2 separate regions of the Zea mays genome follow, and region 2 is linked to region 1. A link is a contact called in public Hi-C data. All regions are on one chromosome and are shown on one strand. Each heading gives the region's core, a stretch centred on a gene start, on an enhancer-like site or on the middle of the called end of the contact. The rest is flanking DNA. Distances are from core to core; before and after follow the strand shown.

Evidence for each region. Hi-C and Micro-C count contacts between places; a contact is called where the count stands out from the background.
Region 2: a contact with region 1 is called in a Hi-C map of ear, with 1.8 times the contacts expected there. The contact joins the promoter of LOC100281303 here to the enhancer-like site in region 1. A contact is called at or near these places in 3 of 25 Hi-C or Micro-C datasets (ear, leaf and tassel).

Annotation. Positions count from the first base shown.
Region 1 is chr4:242,963,803-242,967,992 of Zm-B73-REFERENCE-NAM-5.0, forward strand. No RefSeq gene overlaps it. Among protein-coding and RNA genes, the nearest start is that of LOC103654853, 12 kb to the left of the region's middle. Within about 2 kb of position 2,304, at least 18 of the 20 cell types and tissues checked have an H3K27ac peak or open chromatin away from gene starts, as enhancers often do. A contact at or near this core is called in ear, leaf and tassel, where this site is marked.
Region 2 is chr4:243,098,294-243,102,483 of Zm-B73-REFERENCE-NAM-5.0, forward strand. LOC100281303 reads left to right here and starts at 1,933. Exons shown (of 1, transcript NM_001154221.3): 1 at 1,933-3,663. The coding sequence starts at 2,094. The coding sequence ends at 3,596.

The DNA of each region.
Region 1 (4,190 bases), core at 1,054-3,553:
CTTTGCGCTTAAAGATACCCTTTCTCAGACCCTGCACGGTACGGGAAGTCTACGGCACTGGGTACGTCCTTTGATTGACAATGAAGATTAGTATATTCCTAAATCCATGGTGGCAGAACAGATACAAACAAGAAAACACACACACAAAACAATTAATTGAGCACAAGCTATCTTTTTAAGTATCATCTTATAGGTTTCAGGTGCACATCCTAATTAAAACCATTTAGGATGACCTAAAGTTAAACTGAGGTTTGTCAGGCTAGCAATAGCGCATATGTATGCTACGTTGCGATCAAGCAGGCAGAGTAGTAGAAGGGGTTTCTCTGAAGCAAGCAGGCGGCGGCCGAGCTCAACAATGTCGACGGGCGATGCAAAAGAGACAGCGCTAGCAAAACTGCAAAGAGAGTCCGAAGCTCCCTGTGCCGTCCCGTCCTGTCCTTGAGGAGGCCAGCTGCTGATGCTCAACGCGCCAGAGTGGAAGCAGGGGCTGGTTGGGAGCTTCAGCGCGATCGTCTCCGGAGACCTTAGAGGGTGTTTTGGTTCGAGTAATAACGTCCGTCAGGTCAGGTCAATAGGTAACCGATACATGATAGGTAAAAAAAATTTGATATCTATGTGTATTTTATTGGGTTATTTATTATACTCAGCGGTTATGGTGGGTATGATTATATTCTCTCTTGCTCCATACCCACTATCTACCTGATAGAAAAGCCAATAACATATGATATGTGGGTCTGAATTAATGGAGTGTTTGGTTTGAGGAATGATGTAGTCCATCATCTTCTCGCTCCTCATTTTTTTTGTTTGGTTTGTGGAATGAAGTGAGTTAATCCATCACCACCTCATTCCTCATAGTTAGTTGTTTAGTACTAATATGTGGAATGGAGTCATCCTACCAAATATAAGGAATGGACCCATGATGCACCACTTCATTTTGGATAAAGTGATTCATCAAACCAAACACCTCATAAATGACTTATTCTGTCTCATGTATGAGCTTGTATGATGTTGTCATTTAATGTTGAATGCTATTAATCTTGTAATAAAATTATATTGGGTTCGATGAATTTGTCATGCTGATACAAAGATAATATGTTATTTTAGCATCTTTCAATATTAATGAGGTATGTTGGTTTCACCAATTTATATTCGGTACTTACTTTTGCAATTTAAATCATCTTGTCTATTGTAATGTTAGTGGGTATAGGTATCATATTATAGGTCTCCTCTGTTCTTTAGAAGCCAATAGTGTAAGTAGAGATAGAGAGAGATATTCACAAACCCCAAAACACAATTCGATGCACGTTTCGTTGGAATCCATATCTCATGCAGTTGGGCCGCCGTGGAGGACGCCGGCGCCATTTTGGCATTTGGGAGGACGCCGAGGAGGGTCGCTCCCAAGTCCCAACGCAAGGAAGGAAGGAAGGAGGATCTGCGTGAGACACGTGGCCGAGCCAACAGTGTGCCAGACAGAGCTGAGTCTTGGCTGTACACAGCCAAGCTTTTTGCGCCTGTTTTCTTTTCTTCTTCTTTCTGTTTCTAACACTTAGACAAGTATATTAGTACATAAAACCAATGTACTAAGGCTTAGAAACATACCTTTACTCATGATTTGCACTTTGTTCATCCATGGGCATAAATTCACATTTAAGCACTTGTGTTTGCACTCAATCACCAAAATACTTAGAAATGGCCCAAGGGCACATTTCCCTTTCAGGAGGGCGGAGGATGGGAGGAGGGGATGGTGCGGACGGGGCTGAGCGACACGGTGAGGGGAACGAAACGGTTGTTGGCAGGACACAGGGGTGGCAGAACACATGAGTGGCAGAACATGTCAGAGGTAGGCTACTATTGCAGCCTTAATAAATAGTATAGATAATGGGTAGTAGGTATGGGTATAGCTTTGTGTGCCCATTGGATACCATACACATTGCCATTTATAGTGTTGGTTCTTTAGAAGCCAGTAGTGTTAGTAGAGATAAAGAGAGAAGATATTCACAAACCCCAAAAACACAATTCGATGCACGTTTCGTTGGAAACTTGGAATCCGTATCTCATGCAGTTGGACCGCCGTGGAGGACGCCGGCGCCATTTTGGCATTTTGGGAGGAGCCGAGGAGGGTCGCTCCCAAGTCCCAACGCAAGGAAGGAAGGAAGGAGGGTGTGCGCGCGCGTCCGTCGACCGTCGTGTCATCATGGCCACGCGCTCGCGGGCGTGTGCGTGTCGCATCATCGTCCATCATGCGCGCGCGGGGTGGTGCTGGTGCAGGCGTTTATGGCGATCTATCGACCTACCCGCCTACTGTACGTGGCTGCGTGCATCACTCGTTCTGTACCGTGCACGTAATTGCTACGGAGCATTAGCGTGGACCCAGACCCAGCTAGCCAAACTTTAATCTTGACGGTGATTGGTGGCTGGTGGCTATGGGCTACCGGCTATGGCCAGGCAAGCTGCAGAACCAGCACGGGTGGCGACGCAACCCGATCGTGCCAGTGCAACTGCGAGTTGGCGTAGCCCAATTAATAAGTAGCTTGCATCGAAAAGCCAGGAAACGCGACGAGCTGTCAGCGGAGGAGCGACGAGCCTGTTTGGTTCAGCTTTATTCTGACCAGCTTTTCTGAAAATCTGGCTGTGAGAAGAATCTGGCTGTGGGGAAAATCTAAGTATAATTACGATTACGTGTGGAGAAAGATAAAGTTGTTCATAGGGCTCAGGATCTAGAAAGTGACTGATTCCTACTGTTACAATGACTCAACCGATTATGTGTTTATGTTGATTTTGGATGGTTTTTGCCCCAACGAATTTTATAGAAGCTGACTGAAAAGCTAAGTGTTTGGCAGTCCGCAGCAGCTTTTGGTGGCCAGAAGCTGCCAGAAGCCGAAACAAACATGCCCGACGTCTGCGCCCTATGGCTCTCTGTCATGTATGCCCCGTAGGGGTGGGCACATTTTTACCAAAAACCGAACCGTACCGAACCGAACCGAAATTTAGGTAGTTCGGTTCGGTTTCGGTTTTTGCATCTCAAAAGTTCGGTTTTCGGTATCGTAATCGGTTTTCACCGTATACCAAACCGAAATACCAAAAAACCGAATTACCTAACTGAAAGTCGCCTAGAGGGGGGGGGTGAATAGGGCGAAACTGAAATTTACAAATATAAACACAACTACAAGCCGGAGTTAGTGTTAGTAATAAAGAAACGAGTCCGCAAGAGAGGGCGCAAAACAAATCCCAAGCGAATAAGCAAGTGAGACACGGAGATTTGTTTTACCGAGGTTCGGTTCTTGCAAACCTACTCCCCGTTGAGGAGGCCACAAAGGCCGGGTCTCTTTCAACCCTTCCCTCTCTCAAACGATCCACGGATCGAGTGAGCTTTCTCTTCTCAATCACTTGGAACACAAAGTTCCCACAAGGACCACCACAAGTTTGGTGTCTCTTGCCTCAATTTACAAGTGAGTTTGATCGCAATGAAAGAATCAAGAAGAAAGAAAGCAATCCAAGTGCAAGAGCTCGAAAGAACACAAGCAAATCACTCTCTCTAATCACTATGGCGTTGTGTGAATTTGGAGAGGATTTGATCTCTTTGGTGTGTCTAGAATTGAATGCTAGAGCTCTTGTAGTGGTTGGGAAGTGGAAAACTTGGATGCAATGAATGGTGGGGTGGTTGGGGTATTTATAGCCCCAACCACCAAACTTGACCGTTGGCTGGGCTGACAGTTCGATGGCGCACCGGACAGTCCGGTGCCCCTGCCACGTCATCACTGCCGTTGGATTCTAGCCGTTGGAGCTCCTGACTTGTGGGCCCGCCTGGGTGTTCGGTGCACACCGGACATCTACTGTTCCTTGTCCGGTGTGCCGGAATGGGCGCGCCTGACATCTGCGCGCGCAGAGCGCGCATTGAATGCGCGGCAGAGAGCCGTTGGCGCGGAGGTAGCCGTTGCTCCGGAGTCGCACCGGACAGTCCGGTGCACACCGGACAGTCCGGTGAATTATAGCGGACTAGTCGTTGGCGTTTCCCGAAGCTGGCGAGTTCCTGAGGCCGACCTCCCTTGGCGCACCGGACACTGTCCGGTGTACACCGGACAGTCCGGTGAATTATAGCGGAGTTGCCTCTGGCAATTCCCGAAGGTGGCGAGTTCGAGTTGGAGTCCTCTGATGCACCGAACACTGTTCGGTGGTGCACCGGACACTGT
Region 2 (4,190 bases), core at 683-3,182, 130 kb after region 1:
AGGAATCTTGTTGATAATTATCTACTACTACACATTGTGCAAAGGTAGCAGGTGGGCTTTGGGAGAGATGTAATATATATTTTTACTGTAACAAATATTGACATAAACACACATGTGGTGTAGTGGTAGCTACGAGCATATTTGCTTGAGAGGTCGCACGTTCAAATCCCATTGGAGCCACATTTGTGTTTTTTTAATTTAATTTTAGCTAGGCGTGGGATACACATGGGAATGAGAATTGCGGGGAGGGGGGAAAATGAGAAAGACAGTGTGGGGAGGGGGTAATGGGAATGGAACACGGAATGGCAGCCATGAATGGGAATGAGCTTTGCGGGGAGGGGAGAATGAGAAAGATAGTGCGGGAATGGGAATGGCAGAACACGGAATGGCAGCCTACCCCTGACCGCCTTAATAAGTAGTAGAGATATTGTTCACCCTCTTCATTTAAACAACATCATTATTTTAGCGTTTCTTCAAATGAACTCTTCAGCTATATACACTCGTATTCAATCTTCTCTAAAATTAAAGTGCACTTTCAAGTTTCAATTGTGGCTAAATCGGTAAGCCTTTTGTTAATTAAATTAACAATTCAATAATAACACATGGAAAATGCACATACGATAAAATCCTAGGATGTACCTACCAATCTCATTGAAGACACTGTTTGGAACCCCTAGAGATAATAGTTAGCCATCTAATAATACATTAGTAGATGGGTTGAACTAGCTAATGAGCTAATTGTTAGCTGTGAGGTAGCTAAATTAGCTAATGTATTAGTTGAGGGTGTTTGGAACCTAACAACAAACTTTTAGTAGCAAATTAGTTCTAGGGGTTCCAAACATGGCCTAAGACCTATTCAACCATCTTTAGTACGTCTTTAGGATCAAATATGGGTGATCGACCGTTGACGGATGAATGAAGGTTAGAGTAAGACAGGAGCTCGTTCAAATGAGTGGATGGTTACGACTCGGTAATTTTCCTTTCCTGTATTCTCTTTGTATATGCAGCAAGTGCCAGAATTATCTATTTCATGACAAGAGAAGGAAGGGTGTTAATGGACCTCTGATAGTTTGGTTTCATATCGAATTATAAGGTGTGGATGCAGCATGTCGAGTTGTGGCATCAACATGTAGAAGTGGAATAGCATGACATGATTGATGGGCAATGGTTGGATGAGCGAGATGCTTGATGCTCTTTGGATAGAGTTTGAGCTAGTGGCGAGCGTGTTCCTATGGTGTCTTAGGACCCCTATCAGTTTGCTCCTGACATGAATTATCAAAATGCACACCAAGTAGTGTAGTATGAGTTTTGAGTAAGATTAGTCTATATTTTCCGTAAATAAATGCATTGTCAATTGTATTTTATGTTGTATTTAATAAATTTATCAAATGATGCTGATGTTTATATAGTGTCGTTTAGTTCACAAATTGGTAACGTAATAGATAACCGATAACGTTAAATTATGTTTGTTTATAAATGGATATCTATCTATTCAAACTTGTTATCGCCATGTGAATCATTACTATTATCATTTACGTTATATTTTGTGAACCAAACATTATTTATATTTTTTTATAAACTTAATCAAAACTTTGTAAAGTTTAACTCAGGATACAACCAACTAATAAAATCACTTACAACATGGAGGGAGTGTCCTTGTACTCAACTTAAATTGGTAGATCGTATTATCTTAAATGCCCAACAATCACATACGCGTAAACCTAAATTGTGTTGTCCGATGATTCTTGTTTGTGTGTGACAAATCCGAGTTGGGGAGAAGTATGATAACGATTTGCCTGTCTTGTGGTATCGTATCTGGGTTGTAGAGAAACGTAGGGGCCGGGCGTGTGACATGTCACGCCCGACGTCATCGTTGCCCGAACCCATTTCTTCTCTCCCGTATAAATAACTGTAGTGCAGCGGTGGCGTTGTATACTCCACCACTCTGCTAAAGAGTAAAGACCCAAGCAGACATAGATCAGTGGGTCCTCGTCAAGCAGCACGGTGATCCACGCTTCCACGGGCGCACAGGGCTTTTTGCCGGCCATTACAGAGGAGAGGAGGCCGACAAAGGCGTGGCAGAGGTCCCATCCATGGGAGAGGAAGCGGCCGCGGCCACGGCCACGGCCACCGTGGCGGCAGGGAACGCACCTCCGCACCTGCTCCTGGTATGCTTCCCGGGGCAGGGTCACGTGAACCCGATGGTCCGCCTGGCCAAGCGCATCGCGGCCAAGGGCCCCCTTGTGACCTTCTCCTCGCTCTCCAGCATCGGGGCGAAGCTCACCGCGTCCGCGGGCGTATCGGCCGGCGGCGACGGCGTGCCGGTGGGCCGGGGCCGCGTCCGGTTCGAGTTCATGGACGACGAGGACCCCGGGCCTGACCTGGACGACCTCATGCGCCACATCGCCAAGGACGGCCCGCCGGCGCTGGCCGAGCTGCTGGGGCGGCAGGCACGGGCCGGGCGGCCCGTGGCGTGCGTGGTGGTGAACCCGTTCATGCCGTGGGCGGTCGACGTGGCCGCCGACGCCGGGATCCCCTCGGCGGTGCTGTGGGTGCAGTCGTGCGCGGTGTTCTCGCTCTACTACCACCACGTGCACGGCCTCGTGGAGTTCCCGCCCGAGGACGACCTGGACGCGCGCTTCACGCTGCCGGGCCTCCCCGAGATGTCCGTCGCCGACGTGCCGTCGTTCCTGCTCCCGTCCAACCCGTACAAGCTGCTGGTGGACGCGATCATCGCCCAGTTCCACAACATCCACCGCGCGTCGTGGGTGCTCGCCAACTCCTTCACGGAGCTGGAGCCCGACGTGGCGGCGGCGCTCCCGGGCGTGACGCCGCGGCCGCCGGAGCTCATCCCCGTGGGCCCGCTCATCGAGGTCGGCGGCGGGCGGGACGACGACGAGGGCGCGGTGCGCGGCGACCTGATGAAGGCCGCGGACGGCTGCGTGGAGTGGCTGGACGCGCAGGCCCCGCGCTCCGTGGTGTACGCGTCGGTGGGCAGCGTGGTGCGGCTGAACGCGGAGGAGGTGGGGGAGATGGCGCACGGGCTCGCGTCCACGGGGCGGCCCTTCCTGTGGGTGGTCCGCCCCGACACCCGGCCGCTGCTGCCGGACGGGTTCCTGGACTCCGTGGCCGGGCGCGGCGCGGTGGTGCCTTGGAGCCCCCAGGACCGCGTGCTGGCGCACCCGTCCACCGCCTGCTTCCTCACGCACTGCGGGTGGAACTCCACCCTGGAGACCATCGCGGCGGGCGTGCCCGTGGTGGCCTTCCCGCAGTGGGGCGACCAGTGCACGGACGCCAAGTTCCTGGTGGACGAGCTCGGGATGGGTGTCCGCCTCCGCGGGCCGCTGCGGCGGGACGCCGTGCGGGAGGCGGTGGACGCCGCAGTGGCGGGGCCCGAGGCCGACGCGATGCTCGCCAGCGCCAGGAGGTGGAGCGCGGCGGCGCGGGAGGCCGTGGCGCCCGGCGGGTCCTCGGACGCGCACGTCCAGGCGTTCGTGGACGAGGTGTCCCGGCGAGCTTGTGGCGTGCAAGTGGCTAAGGTCGTGCCGCCGTCGTCAGAGGAGCTTCACCAGTCACCGGTCAGAGTCCAAACCTGATCAGCAGTCATCCCGTGTTGGTTGGTATTGTTACCGTCTGTCTGATACGAACCAATTTTTTGCTTCCTCTACCGTCTTGACGCCATTTGTGGACTGTGGCCGGCGGTCGCGCAGCGTATACTGAATCACGAGTATAGCTTGGGTTTAGCTGGCGTCTCGCCGGCCGCGTGGCTTTCATTTTCCGGGAAAAACTATTCTTTTTTAAGAACTTGTTTGGATGCACAATGTAATCCTTTATTATATAGTCTAGCAAGGTATTATATACCTCTCAATCTTCTCCAATAATAATTATGCATCCAAACAAACCTATAAGGTCACCAATGGTACTCGAAACTTTTATTTATGTACATATTTTACGGATAAAATGTATCCTCATATTTTTCTCAAAAGGTTATAAATCTGTGTGTGTATAATATTTTACAAACCATAACTTATTATCAGCATAATTTTATAATAATTCCAAAATTATATGCATGACTTTTACATATAACATTTTGCGAAACAAAAAAGGCACAAGAATTTTATTTTTTTTATATAACAACGTTCAAAACCTTTACTTATACATATATGTATAAGTTTCTATTGTCCATTAAC